Regions from separate parts of the Callithrix jacchus genome. Here region 2 is linked to region 1. The links are chromatin contacts, called in public Hi-C maps. All regions are on one chromosome and are shown on one strand. The core of a region is the stretch at or near the end of the contact, and the rest is flanking DNA. Distances in the headings are between cores, read along the strand shown.

Region 1 (6,727 bases), core at 1,949-4,448:
GTGGCTCACACCCATAATCCCAACACTTTGGGAGGCCAAAGGGGGTTAGATCACGAGGTTAGGGGTTCAAGACCAAGTTCAAGTTCTACTAAAAAATACAAAATTAGCCTGAGTAATCCCAGCTACTTAGGAGACAGAGGCAGGAGAATCACTTGAACCTGGGAGGTGGAGGTCACAGTGAGCCGACATCAGGCCACTGCACTCCAGCCTGGACAACAGAGCAAGACTCTGTCTCAAACACACACACAAACACACACACACACACACACACACACACACACACGAGCTAGGCTTCAAACCTAGCCTAACTCCAGAGCCCTTACTTCTTAACCATTGTTTAGAACCTCCCAGTCCCATCCAAATTTTTCTGTCACCAAATATGGAGTAGTTTCTTCTCGTCCTGCTTTTACTATTTTAGTGAAACCCCTCCCCCTTGAGAGAATAGTTGTGGTTTCACAATTACAACAGAGTAACAGGTACTTCTTCTTAGTATTCACGTCCAATTCAAATAGGAAAGGATGATCAGGCCACGACATTCAGCCAGAATCCACTGTGGTCAGAATCTGTCCTAACAACAGTCAGGGCTTTCAGTCTGTTTTAAGAAGGTGAAACACTGTACACTAAAACTGAACAAACGTTTGCACTGCAGCAAACATTATGGCTCACGCCTGTAATCCCAGCACTTTGGGAGGCCGAGGCAGGCAGATCACCTGAGGTCAGGTGTTCAAGACCACCCTGGCCGGGCACAGTGGCTCAAGCCTGTAATCCCAGCACTTTGGAAGGCCAAGGCAGGTGGATCACAAGGTGAAGAGATCAAGACCATCCTGGTCAACATGGTGAAATCCCGTCTCTACTAAAAATACAAAAAATTAGCTGGGCATGGTGGCGCGTGCCTGTAATCCCAGCTACTCAGGAGGCTGAGGCAGGAGAATTGCCTGAACCCAGGAGGCGGAGGTTGCGGTGAGCCGAGATCGCGCCATTGCACTCCAGCCTGGGTTACAAGAGCGAAACTCCGTCTCAAAAAAAAAACACCCTGACCAACACGAAGAAGCCCCTCTCTACTAAAAATACAAAATTAGGCGTGGTGGCACATGCCTGTAATCCCAGCTACTCAGGAGGCTGAGGCAGGACAATCACTTGAACCCAGGAGGCAGAGGTTGCAGTGAGCCGAGATCGCACCATTCCACTCCAGCCTGGGCAACAAGAGTGAAACCCTGTCTCAAAAAAAAAAAAAAAAAAATGTTTGCAATGCAACCCAACCACCTATACAAGTCAGTAACATGCAAAACAGATACCACACGACTGCGAGGGGCCTAAAGAGGAGAGTCTGCTGGGAGTAGGTCTCAAGAACTTAGCTGAACACATACCACACACAGGTCCACCACTGACCGTGTGATCACTACAGGCATGGAACAAGTCACCAAGCCAACAGGTCCCCAGGTTATTAAAATATAGGGAAAGTTGGCTGGGTAATCCCAGCACTTTGGGAGGATCGCTAGAGCCCAGGAGTTCAAGACCAGCCTAAGCAATATACCAAGACCCCATCTCTATAAAATTTTTAAAAATAAAATTTTTTTTAAATCTAGAGAAAGAAAGGGAGGTTACAGAAATCACCAAAGAGCAGAAAGTCCAAGCCTACTCTGATTTCATCAATTAGCTTCCTAAAGTCTGCAGGATGCAGGTAAAAGATTAAAAACAAAATCTTTACTGAAGATTGGACAAACCACCACCAAAAAAAAGGCAAAAAATAAAAATAAACTGATCTTTTCTGGCCATTTCTCTAGCTAGCTAAGCAGCTTTCCCTCACATAGTCTTGTCCCTTACCTAGAACCCAAAAGAGTTGTGGTAGCTCAGAAACCCCCAGTAAACAGCCTCATGATTATTTAATGAAATAAAGTGTTCATTTGTGAGCAACGCTAGAAGCTGCAGAGATGGAACACCTAGTATACGGTTTACAGGTCATGGTGTTCATGTCTCAGGTCAGGAGTTTAGGAGCTCCTGGCCAAGTACGGAAAGCTAATCATTAGTGAGGAAATGGTTTGTTGAATAAATGAATGAATGAATAGCCAGATAAGGAACGATGCTTTCTTGAGCAAGACAGTTCCCAGGAAGGCCAAGGACCGGGAACTCCCAAAGTCAGCAAGGAAAAGCCACGAAGTCCACACGGACTTCCAGCACGCCCCCGCTGGCCAGGCAGCTGGCCTGCAACAAGGCATTTAGGCCCCACAGGTGTCAGGCATGAAGGTGAGGCTAATGCTCCACACTTCATAAACTGAGCCGGTCTCAAAGCACAGATGCGATCTTAATTCTTTCCAAAACATTAGCCTCCTCTCCCCGTTACAGCCCAGACTCCCAGAGGATCACATTTAGAACACAGCTGGGGAGAGGCAGGAGAGATGTGCCAGCTTTTATTTTCTTGGGAGGAGACCGGTCAATGGCCAGGGACCACTGAAACTGTCGGGAAACGGGTGAAGAGGGAAATCGAGACCCGCGAAATCCGCGAACTGGTCTGAGTCAGGAGCACAATCAGTGCTTAGTCACTGATACCCCGGCGGCCGGGAGTTCCTCGCCCCCTGCCAGCCCCAGACGTACGTGACAAACCGGAGAGGAGCCTGGCGCGCGCTCCTGAGCCCCGGCCCGGGCCTCCCCAGCCGGGCCCCGACGTTCGCCACCCGCTCCATACTTACTCTGCAGAGCTGGTCCCGTTAACCGCCGAGCCGTCGGGGGCCGGGTTCAGCTGGATGGGCGTCGGCTTCTTCTTGGGCATTTTGGACCCGGCTAAGGCGCTTTCAACTCCGGGGGGAGGGCAGCACCTCTCGCTTCCTCCCGCTGAGCTGCCCCGAGCCCGCTGCGCAGGTCCAAGTCCGGGCCGCGGGCCGCGGGGATGCCTTCGGCGGGTGCGCCCCGCGCGGTCCCGTCAGCTCCGAGGGGGCCGGTGGCGGTCTCAGGGGACCCCCGCCCCACCCGCCCGGGACTCGGCTCCGCGCGCAGCGAGCCGAAGGGCTGCCCGCAGGAGTGGAGCGAACTGAAAGTGCGGTTCGGCAGCCCGGGATTCCCTCCCTCTCTCCCTCAACCAACCAGTCTCTCCAGCTCAGGCGGCCCCGTCGCGCGCGCACCAGAGCCCAGCTCCAGCTCCTGTCGAGGAAACTGCCGCCGCCGCGCTCCTAGCCGCTAAGCGCATCGGCCCTGGGAGGGACTGGAGGTCGGGGGAGGGGCGGGGAAGGGGAAGCCTCGCCCCCCACCCGAGCTGCGGCGCTTTCCACACACCCACTCACTCCGCCCCTATTGCCTCGCCAACAACCAATGGGAGCAAGCCTCGGCGGCAGATGACGCGGAAATACGTCATGGGAGCGCGGCGCGCTGCCCTGGGGGCGGGGTCTGTCGCGGGCTCGACGGCGCCCTCTGCCGCCCGGAGACACGCAGGCTGACCCCTCCGAAAAGAGGTTCGTATCGGCTGCCGGTTGAGCTCCTCTAGGCCAAGTGCTGCGCGGCCTCCTCGTCTGCGGTAACTAGCCTGTCCCCAACCTTCGTCCCAAAGCCGAGTCCTGTTGACAGAAATGAAATAACAAAATAAATAAGGAAAAGGACCCCTTCCTGTGTCCAGAGGAGAGGCGGCGTGGTAAATAGGAAACTTGTCCAGAGACTCCTTGAGCCCAACGAACTGTCATTTATGTATTTTATTTGTTTAATAATACTCCTGAGAAGGGTGCGGGGAAATGGATACTCAGTGCTGATGAGACTGTAAATTGTTGCAACGGTTTTTGAGAGCAGATTGATTTTTTTTTTTTTTTTTTTTTGACGGGGTTTCACTATGTTGGTAACATTTTTTTTAAAGCCTTAAAAACACCCTTTACCAGTCCAGGAGTGGTGGCTCACGTCTGTAATCCCAGTGTTGCCTGAGCAGGGAGACTCCCCCCCCCACCCCTCCCCGGTCTCTACTGGCTGGGCGTGACTGAGTGCACCTGTAGTCTGAGCTACTGAGGAGACTGAGGCTGGAGGATCACTTGAGCCCAGGAGTTTGAGTCTGCAATGAGTTAGGATCACACCACTGCACACCAGCTTCAGAGCGAGACTCTTTAAAAACTTTCATCCAGGCTGGTCCGAGTGCCGTGGTGTTTACAACTAATTGATCACAACCAGTTACAGATTTCTTTTTTTTTTTTGAGACGCAGTTTCGCTGTTGTTACCCAAACTGGAGTGCAATGGCACGATCTCGGCTCACCGCAACCTCCGCCTCCTGGGTTCAAGCAATTCTCCTGCCTCAGCCTCCCGAGTAGCTGGGACTACAGGCACGCACCACTATGCCCAGCTAATTTTTTTGTATTTTTAGTAGAGACAGGGTTTCGCCCTGTTGACCAGGATGGTCTCGATCTCTTGACCTCGTGATCCACCCGCCTTGGCCTCCCAAAGTGCTGGGATTATAGGTGTGAGCCACCGCGCCCAGCCAGTTACAGATTTTTTTGTTCCTTCTCCACTCCCACTGCTTCACTTGACTAGCCTTAAAAAAAAACTTTCATCCAGGCCAGGAGCGGTCGTTCACACCTATAATCCCAGCAGTTTGGGAGGCCGAGGCGGGTGTATCAAGAGGTCAGGAGTTCAAGACCAGTCTGCCCAAGATGGTGAAACCATCTCTACTAAAAACACAAAAAATTTACACGAGGGTGGTGGCCAGTGCCAGTAATCCCAGCTACTCGGGGAGGCTGAGGCAGAGAATCACTTGCACCTGGTAGGCAGAGTTTGTTTACAGAGAGCTGATATCAGGTCACTACACTCCATCCTGGGCCCCTGAGTGAGACGGAATTTTGCTATTGTTGCCCGGGCTGGAGTGCAATGGCGCGATTTCAGCTCACTGCAACCTCCCCCTCACAGGTTCAAGTGATTCTCCTGCCTCATTCTCCCAAGTAGCTAGGATTACAGGCACGCGCCACCACGCCCTGCTAATTTTTTGTATTTTCAGTAGAGACAGCGTTTCTCCATGTTGATCAGGCTGGTCTTGAACTCCCACCCTCAGTTGATCTACCCACCTCAGCCTCCCAAAGTGCTGGGATTACAAGCATAAGCCACAGCGCACGGCCAAAAAAAAAAAAAAAACGCTTTTATCCAAAAATTCCAGTTCTGTGAATTACTAAAGAAATAAGATGTGTGACCAGGCGTATATTTTGTATTTTGTCCTAAAAATACAAAAATTAGCTGAGTGTTGTGACGCACACCTGTAGTCCCAGCGACTCGGGAGACTGAGGCAAGAGAATTGCTTGAACCTGGAATGCGGAGTTCTCAGTGAGCCGAGATTGTGCCACTGCAGTCCAGCCTGGGTGACAGAGCTAAACTCCATCTCAAAAAAAAAAAAGAAAGAAAGATGTGAATAAAGAGCTTAAAAAATAAGAGGCACATTATCCATTCAAAAGGGCACATTCAGTGTTCCTCTTCCCCTTTTCCATCCTAAAATATTCAGTGCCAGAGACATTAGGTATACAGAACAAAGGAAGCATATACACCTGGCGGTCCACAGCCAGGTGTCAGTAACCTAATAGGTAAGGAGGCTGAAGAACCTGAGAAGATGAAGAGGGCTTGAACACCTGGGAGGCAGCCCTACAAAAAGTCTAAGTCCTAGAGCCCAAGAGTGGAGAGCAAGGCATCCCAGTGGGGAAGGCCTGGAAGCTTAGATTGGGAGATTAGTTGCATACGGGATGATTGATCAAGTCACTAAATACATTAAGCATGACAGAGCCAGCTTTCCCACTGTGGTACAATGAAGTTAAAACGATGGGGAGAATGCCCCATGCTATTGTATTGGAATTGGAGGTATCAGTGTGAACTCACAGTTTTTTTGTTGTTTTTTGGGTTTTTTTTTTTTTTTTAGTAGAGTTTAGCTCTTTTTGCCCAGGCTGGAGTGCAGTGGCGGGATCTCGGCTCACTGCAACCTCTGCCTCTCGAGTTCAAGTGATTCTCCTGACTCAGCCTCCCAAGTAGCTGGGATTACAGGCACATACCACCACGCCCGGCTAATTTTGTATTTTTAGTAGAGATGAGAGGCAAAGGTTGCAGTGAGCCAAGATCATGTTGGCCAGGCTGGTGTCTAACTCCTGACCTCAGGTGATCCGCCTGCCTCATGAGCCACTGAGCCCAGCCTGAACTCATAGTTTTTTTAAAAAAATAATTATATGGGCCGGGCGCGGTGGCTCACGCCTGTAATCCCAGCGCTTTGGGAGGCCGAGGTGGGTGGATCACAAGGTCGAGAGATCGAGACCATCCTGGCCAACATGGTGAAACCCCGTCTCCACTAAAAGTACAAAAAATTAGCTGGGCGTGGTGGCGCGTGCCTGTAGTCCCAGCTACTCGGGAGGCTGAGGCAGGAGAATTGCTTGAACCCGGGAGGTGGAGGTTGCAGTGAGCCAAGGTCGCACCACCGCACTCCAGCCTGGGTGACAGAGTGAGACTCTGTCTCAAAAAATAAATAAACAAAAAATAATAATAATAATAATTATATTCGGTGGGTGCAGTGGTGGCTTCTGCCTGTAATCCCAACACTTTGTAAGGCCGAGGTGAGAGGATCATTTGAGGTCAGGAGTTCAAGACCAGCCTGGCCAACATGGTGAAACCCTGTCTCCACTAAATTACAAAAATTAGCCTGTCATGGTGGTGGGCACGTGTAATCCCAGCTACTCAGGAGGCTGAGGCAGGATGATTGCCTGAACCTGGGAGGCAAAGGTTTCAGTGAGCCGAGGTC
Region 2 (6,727 bases), core at 2,330-4,829, 47 kb before region 1:
ATGCTGACTCTGTTCACTTTCCTGACTCTTTGAAATAAATAATTCTTACACCTTCTGGAGGAAAATCTAAGTCTGGGCTTTGTGCTACCTTTCTCCCTCCTCTACCTCCTAGGCCCTGCTATTTATCCACCCACCCCATCAGCTAAGGAACTGGCTTCTGATCTGTGCTTTCAGAAGGTGGCCAGAGAGAGAAATGGCAAAGACCTTCCTAATGGCAGGTGTGTATGGGTGACGACTGGAGATGGAATAGTGTTGGAAAATTAACGAATCACTGGTGTTCAAGAGTACTGGATTCTTACCCCAAATTGTTCATCAACTAGCTAAGTGACCATGGATGGGAAAGTCACTTAACCTTGCCACATTTCAGATTTCTCTTCTATACATCATGGAATACTGTGCAGCATAAAAAAGAACAAGCATAATGCCCTTTGCAGGAACATGGGTGGAGCTGGAGGTCATTATGCTCAGCAAACTAATGCAGTAACAGAAAACCAAATACCACATGTTCTCATTTATAAGTGGGAGCTGAATGAGGAGAACACATGGACACACGGGAGGGAATGACACACACTAGGGCCTGTCGATGGGTGGTCGGGGAGGAGGGAGAACATCAGGAAGAATAGCTAATAGATGCTGGGCTTAATACCTAGGTCATGGGATGATCTGTGCAGAAAACCACCATTGCACACGTTTAACCTATGCTAACAAATCTGCACATCCTGCACATGTACCCCTGAACTTAAAATTTTAAAAATAGGCCGGGCGCGGTGGCTCAAGCCTGTAATCCCAGCACTTTGGGAGGCCGAGGCGGGTGGATCGCGAGGTCGGGAGATCGAGACCATCCTGGTCAACATGGTGAAACCCCGTCTCTACTAAAGATACAAAAAATTAGCTGGGTATGGTGTCGCGTGCCTGTAATCCCAGCTACTCGGGAGGCTGAGGCAGGAGAATTGCCTGAACCCAGGAGGCGGAGGTTGCGGTGAGCCGAGATCGCGCCATTGCACTCCAGCCTGGGAAACAAGAGCGAAACTCTGTCTCAAAAAAAAAAAAAAATGTTTTTTAAAATAACTAAGGAGAACGATCCAAGATGGCTGATCGCTAACATCCCGAGATTGCAGCTCTCAGGTAAGGCGCGGAGAACTAGAGGACGCCACACTTTCAGACAAATTCTGGTCGCTCACGGAGCAGAAGATCCCCCAGTGGAGGAAACACACGGGTGGCCAGCGCGACTCTCGTGGCCGGCGCAGCGGTTCCGCCGGCACCTCGGCACGGCAGCTCTGGGAGCAGAGTAAACAGGTTCGGAGGACCCGCACGGGCCCCCAGCACAACACCAGAGCCCGGCGCAGCGCTGTGACTGCACCCCAGCGCGGCAGCCCTCGGCGCAGAGTAAATGGGACCGGTTCCCCTTCTGACCGAGGTTTGGAGCCCCGGGAAGGCAGAGTCCCCTACTACGGACACAAGAAAGAAGCCGACAGGAAAATCCTGACGACAGGAGGATAAATTTACAATGACAGGAAGAAACCAGCGTAAAAAAGCTGAGAATACTCAGTCAGAACGCCTCTCCCTCTAAAGATGATCACAGTTCCACATCGACAATGGAACAAGGCTTGATGGAGAATGAGTGCATCCTGATGACAGAACCACTCTTCAAGGAATGGATAATAACAAACTTCGGTGAGTTAAAAGAACATGTTGTAGCCCAACGTAAAGAAACTAGGAACTTTGAAAAAAGGTTTGATGAAATCCTACTGAGAATAGACAACTTAGAGAGGAGTATGAGTGAATTAATGGAACTGAAGAATACAATACAGGAACTCCGAGAAGTATGCACAGGTTTAAACACTCGAATTGTTCAAGCAGAAGAAAGGATATCAGAGGTCAAAGTCCAACTTAATGAAATAAAACATGAAGAAAAGATTAGAGAAAAAAGGATAAAAAGGAATGAGCAAAGTCTCCAAGAAATGTGGGACTATGTGAAAAGACCAAATTTACATTTGATAGGTGTACCTGAATGCGACGGAGAGAATGAATCCAAGCTGGAAAATACCCTTCAGGATATTATTCAGGAAAATTTTCCTAAACTAGCAAAGCAGGTCAACATTCAACCCCAGGTAATACAGAGAACACCACAAAGATACTCCTCAAGAAGAGCAACCCCAAGGCACATAATCGTTAGATTCACCAGGGTTGAAACGAAGGAGAAAATACTAAGGGCAGCCAGAGAGAAAGGTCAGATTACCCACAAAGGCAAGCCTATCAGACTTACAGCAGCTCTCTCAGCAGAAACTCTACAAGCCAGAAGAGAGTGGGGGCCAATATTCAACATCCTCAAAGAACAGAACCTTCAGCCCAGAATTTCATATCCAGCCAAACTAAGCTTCACAACTGAAGGAAAAATAAAATCTTTTATGAACAAGCAAGAACTCAGAGATTTTATTACCACCAGGCCTGCTTTACAAGAGCTTCTGAAAGAAGCATTACACACAGAAAGAAACAACCAGTATTAGCCTTTCTAAAAATATACCAAGAAGTAAAGAGCAGCAACATAAAGAAGAATTTACACCAACGAATGGATAAAACAGCCAGTCAACATCAAATGGCAGTAACCCTAAATTTAAATTGACTAAATCCCCCAATCAAAAGACACAGCCAAAACCCAACGGCATGTTACATCCAGACCTGTTTCACATGCAAGGATACACAAAGACTCAAAACAAAGGGATGGAGAAAGATTTACCAACCAAATGGAGAGCAAAAATAAATAATAAATAAATAAAAAGCAGGAGTTGCAATTCTCGTGTCGGATAAAATAGATTTTAAAGCAACAAAGATATAGTGGTAAAAGGATCAATGCAACAACAAGAGCTAACGATCCTAACACCCAGATACATAGAGACTTAGATTCAATGAGACAGAAAATTAATAAGGATATCAAGGACTCGAACTCAGATCCAGAACAAGTAAACTTAATAAATATTTATAGAGCTCTCCACTTCAAATACACAAAATATACATTCTTGTCAATACCACATCACACCTACCCATAAGTTTAAATGAAACATTGATTGGCCATTATTAATACCCAATTTTTTTCAAAATAAAGCAATATTTCCATTTACTCTCCCTCTTTTTCTTCCTCTTTCTTCCTCTCCTTTACTTACTTTTTTTTTCTTTCCTTCTCTCAAAAAAAAAAAGAAATCAACTTGTAAACCTCTAGATCCAGGTCTGCAATGTCTCTCTCATTGCTTGATTTCCTTCCTTCCCTTCCCTCCCTCCCTCCCTGCTTCCTCCCTTCCTTCCTTCCTTCATCCCTTCCTTCCTCCCTACCGTCCTTCTTCCCTCCCTTCCTGCCCTCCTCCCCCCCCACAAAAAAAAAAAAAAAACCTAAATAAAAGGATATCTCTTTTGTAAAACAGGATTACCACTCTTATTTAACTTACTAGGGACGGTCAAAGTAGAAACTAATGGAAGAAGCATGAAATTTTTGACACATTTCTATACTAATACAGAGGGAGGGGAGGTGAAGAGGAGAAAGGAGAGGCCAAGGCAGCAACCGCAGGATCCAGAACTAAATACTGCCTTTCCTTTAATTATTCTTAACATACTCAGTGTTTTTCAGAGAATGAAAGATGTAACATTTTATCTGAAGGTGAAAGGAAGATCCTGGCATCAAAATGGCTTTCAGTACTCATTAGAAAGATAACAGTCAATAATGTAACAGTATTCAGTATTTCTTTCTCTTGCAGAGGGAGGTGCAACAAGGCAAATTTCTGCCCTTCCAAAGTGAAATGTTTTAAGCAAATGATATAAGAGAGTGGGCCCTTACCCAACACCTAGATCACCAATGTCTAAAACTGAGAGGGCATAAAATTGTCTCTGTCTCTCTTCACAATCTTTGGTTTTAACTGGTATCAGCAAAACTGAGACAGAGGATTTAAAAACAAAACAAAACTGGAACTCCAGCACAATAAATCTGGCACACACAGCCCTCTCTCCAGGAACCAGCTGTGACTGGCTCCACCCACCATCACAATCATCATGGCAGAGAGAAAACCACACACTGTAACGTGAATTCTGCATCACGGCTGTCTAACAGTAAATACAAGTTAATGAAGACACAAGAAGATTATAGGTTTGAATGGGAACACAGAGAAAAACAAGGGTTGTCATTTGCTTTCTGAAAACACCAGAGAGGCACAATGAAATGGATGGGAAAGGATAATCCTATGGGCAAGAACATCTCATCTCATCCATCTGCTAAGCCTAATTACACTGCCACAACTAGAACCCTACATTTGTAACTCACTGGTTTAAATCAAGCAGCAGCATAAAATATATCCCAGGGAGGGACCTTGAAGACCACCTTATCCAAACTTCATTTTACAGATGATAAAACTGAGGCCCAGAGGGACAAGTTCACACAGTTCATTGGTGGCAGGCCTCCTAACTCCTAAGACAGAGCTCCTTTCAAGACCCCACATTGCCTTTTTCAACCCTGATGGTCACTGAATTTAGAGGCTGACTGAAGGAATAATAGGAGGAGGCAGGGGAGCGATGTTCAGAAAAAGAAATGGGATCTCCAAACTGCCACACACCAAACAGGAATGAACCACAATTCCATGCCACCCAACCTGAATCTTGCTCTAGTCTCAATGCCTGGCCCTGCCTCTGCCAGGAGGGTACACTGAGAAAAGGGGAGAGGATGACAACCAATCACTGTGGGAAAGAGAGGAAGCATCCCCGTGCAGGTGGGGGTTCTTACCAGAGAGCCCAGGGAGTTGTAAAATTCTCCCTCCCTTGTGGCATCTGGCAAGCAGGAATGCTACTAGAGCAGGAAACAAGTAGCAGAGAAAGAGGGAAGGAGAGGCAGAAGAGACAGAACCAAGGTAGAGACCAGCGCCTAGAGATTAAAGGCTGCATACAATCCCTTGATCCACACCTTCTACCCCTACCTTCCCATCTGTGAGATCTTAGGTAAGTTACCTTCCTTTCTGGTCCTCAGTTCCATACCCATAAGAAAAATATATACGGAGGAGGAGAGGAGGAAAAGGAAAGGTGTCTAAGTATCTCTAAGGTCCAAGTCTGTCAATGTGACAATCTGAGGAGATACAGAATAAGACTGGGGGTGTGTTCAAGTAGAGGGGCTGAGGAACTTCAATGGACGGGGGCAATGTGAGAGCAAAGAGAACTGGCACCATGGGGCCTCTATACAGTCAAAATATAAATAGCTGAGGATTGAGGGTTAGGCATACAAAGAGTAGTGAGACAGGAAAGCAGAAGGGATCTGAAGGAAGAAGGCAGAAGGTGCCAAAAGTACAGCTTACCAACTTTCAGATTCCACCCCAGGCTAGCCCATCTGTGTTGGGCAATGCAGATGCACTGGCAAGGGCCAGCCCCAGACAACATCTTGGGGAAGGTGTTCTATACCCTCCCATACCTCAATCCTGCAGGTTACTCTAAGAGAGGCTGTTCAACTATCTAGACAATCAAATTCTAGGACTGTGTATATGGGCTCTGTGAAGGAAGCCAGGCACAAAAGATTATGTACTGTGTGATATGGTTTGGCTGTGTCCCCACCCAAATCTCAACTCAAACTGTAATCCCCATGTATTGAAACAGGGAGGTAACTGGGTCATGGAGGCAGTTTCCCCTACATTATTCTCAAGACAGTGAGTGAATTCTCATGAGAGCTGATAGTATTACAAGTGTCTGGTGTTTCTCCTACTGGCAATTCTCTCACTTGCCACCATGTGAAGGTCTTTGCTTCCCCTTTGCCTTCTGCCATGAGTGTAACTTTATTGAGGCCTCCCCAGTCATGCAAAATCTCTTTCCTTTATAAATAACCCCAGTCTTGGGCAGTTCTTCATAGCAGTGTGAAAACAGACTAATATGCTATGTCATTCCATCTATAGAAAATTCAAGGCTGGGCATGCTAGCTCACATCTGTAATCCTAGCAACTTTGGGAGGCCGAAGCGGGAGGATCACTTGAGCCCAGTTGTTTGAGACCAGCCTGGCCAACATGGTGAAACCCCATCTCTACAAAAAATATAAAAATAGGCCAGGCGCGGTGGCTCACGCCTATAATCCCAGCACTCTGGGAGGCCAAGGCGGGTGGATCACGAGGTCAAGAGATCGAGACCATCCTGGTCAATGAGGTGAAACCCCATCTCTATTAAAAATACAAAAATTAGCTGGGCATGGTGGTGCATGCCTGTAGTCCCAGCTACTCAGGAGGCTGAGGCAGGAGAATTGCTTGAACCCAGGAGGCGGAGGTTGCAGTGAGCCGAGATCGTGCCATTGCACTCCAGTCTGGGTAACAACAGCGAAACTCCGTCTCAAAAAAAATTAACCAGGCGTGGTGGCGTGCTAATTCATAGCTACTGGTAAGGCTGAGGTGAGAGGATTGCCAGAGCCCGGGAGGCAGAGGCTGCAGTAAGACAAGATCGCATCACTGTGCTTCAGCCTGGGCAACAATGAGACTCAGTCTGGAGAAAAAAAAAAAAAAGAAAATTCAAAAAAAGGCAACATTAATCTTTGCCATTATAAATCAGGAAAGTGATTACCCTTCACAGGGCAGTAACTAAGACTGGGTGTGTGATAGTTAATTTTGTGTCAACTTGACTAGGCCATGGTGTTTCTGTGAAAATGTTTTTGGTATTTGTGGGGGTTTTTTGGATGAGATTAACATTTAAATTGGTGAACTCTGACTAAAGTGAATTACCCTCC

The links. Hi-C and Micro-C count contacts between places; a contact is called where the count stands out from the background.
Region 2: a Hi-C map of induced pluripotent stem cells shows a contact between it and region 1, with 1.9 times the contacts expected there. The contact joins the enhancer-like site here to the promoter of MAP2K1 in region 1. A contact is called at or near these places in 2 of 3 Hi-C or Micro-C datasets (induced pluripotent stem cells and skeletal muscle).

The regions. Positions count from the first base shown.
Region 1 is chr8:13,418,839-13,425,565 of calJac240_pri, reverse strand. MAP2K1 (mitogen-activated protein kinase kinase 1) reads right to left here and starts at 3,198. Exons shown (of 11, transcript XM_002753259.6): 1 at 2,688-3,198. The coding sequence starts at 2,767.
Region 2 is chr8:13,466,318-13,473,044 of calJac240_pri, reverse strand. The region is part of intron 1 of MAP2K1 (mitogen-activated protein kinase kinase 1); the gene reads right to left. Among named protein-coding and RNA genes, the nearest start is that of MAP2K1, 47 kb to the right of the region's middle. Within about 2 kb of position 3,579, at least 2 of the 16 cell types and tissues checked have an H3K27ac peak or open chromatin away from gene starts, as enhancers often do.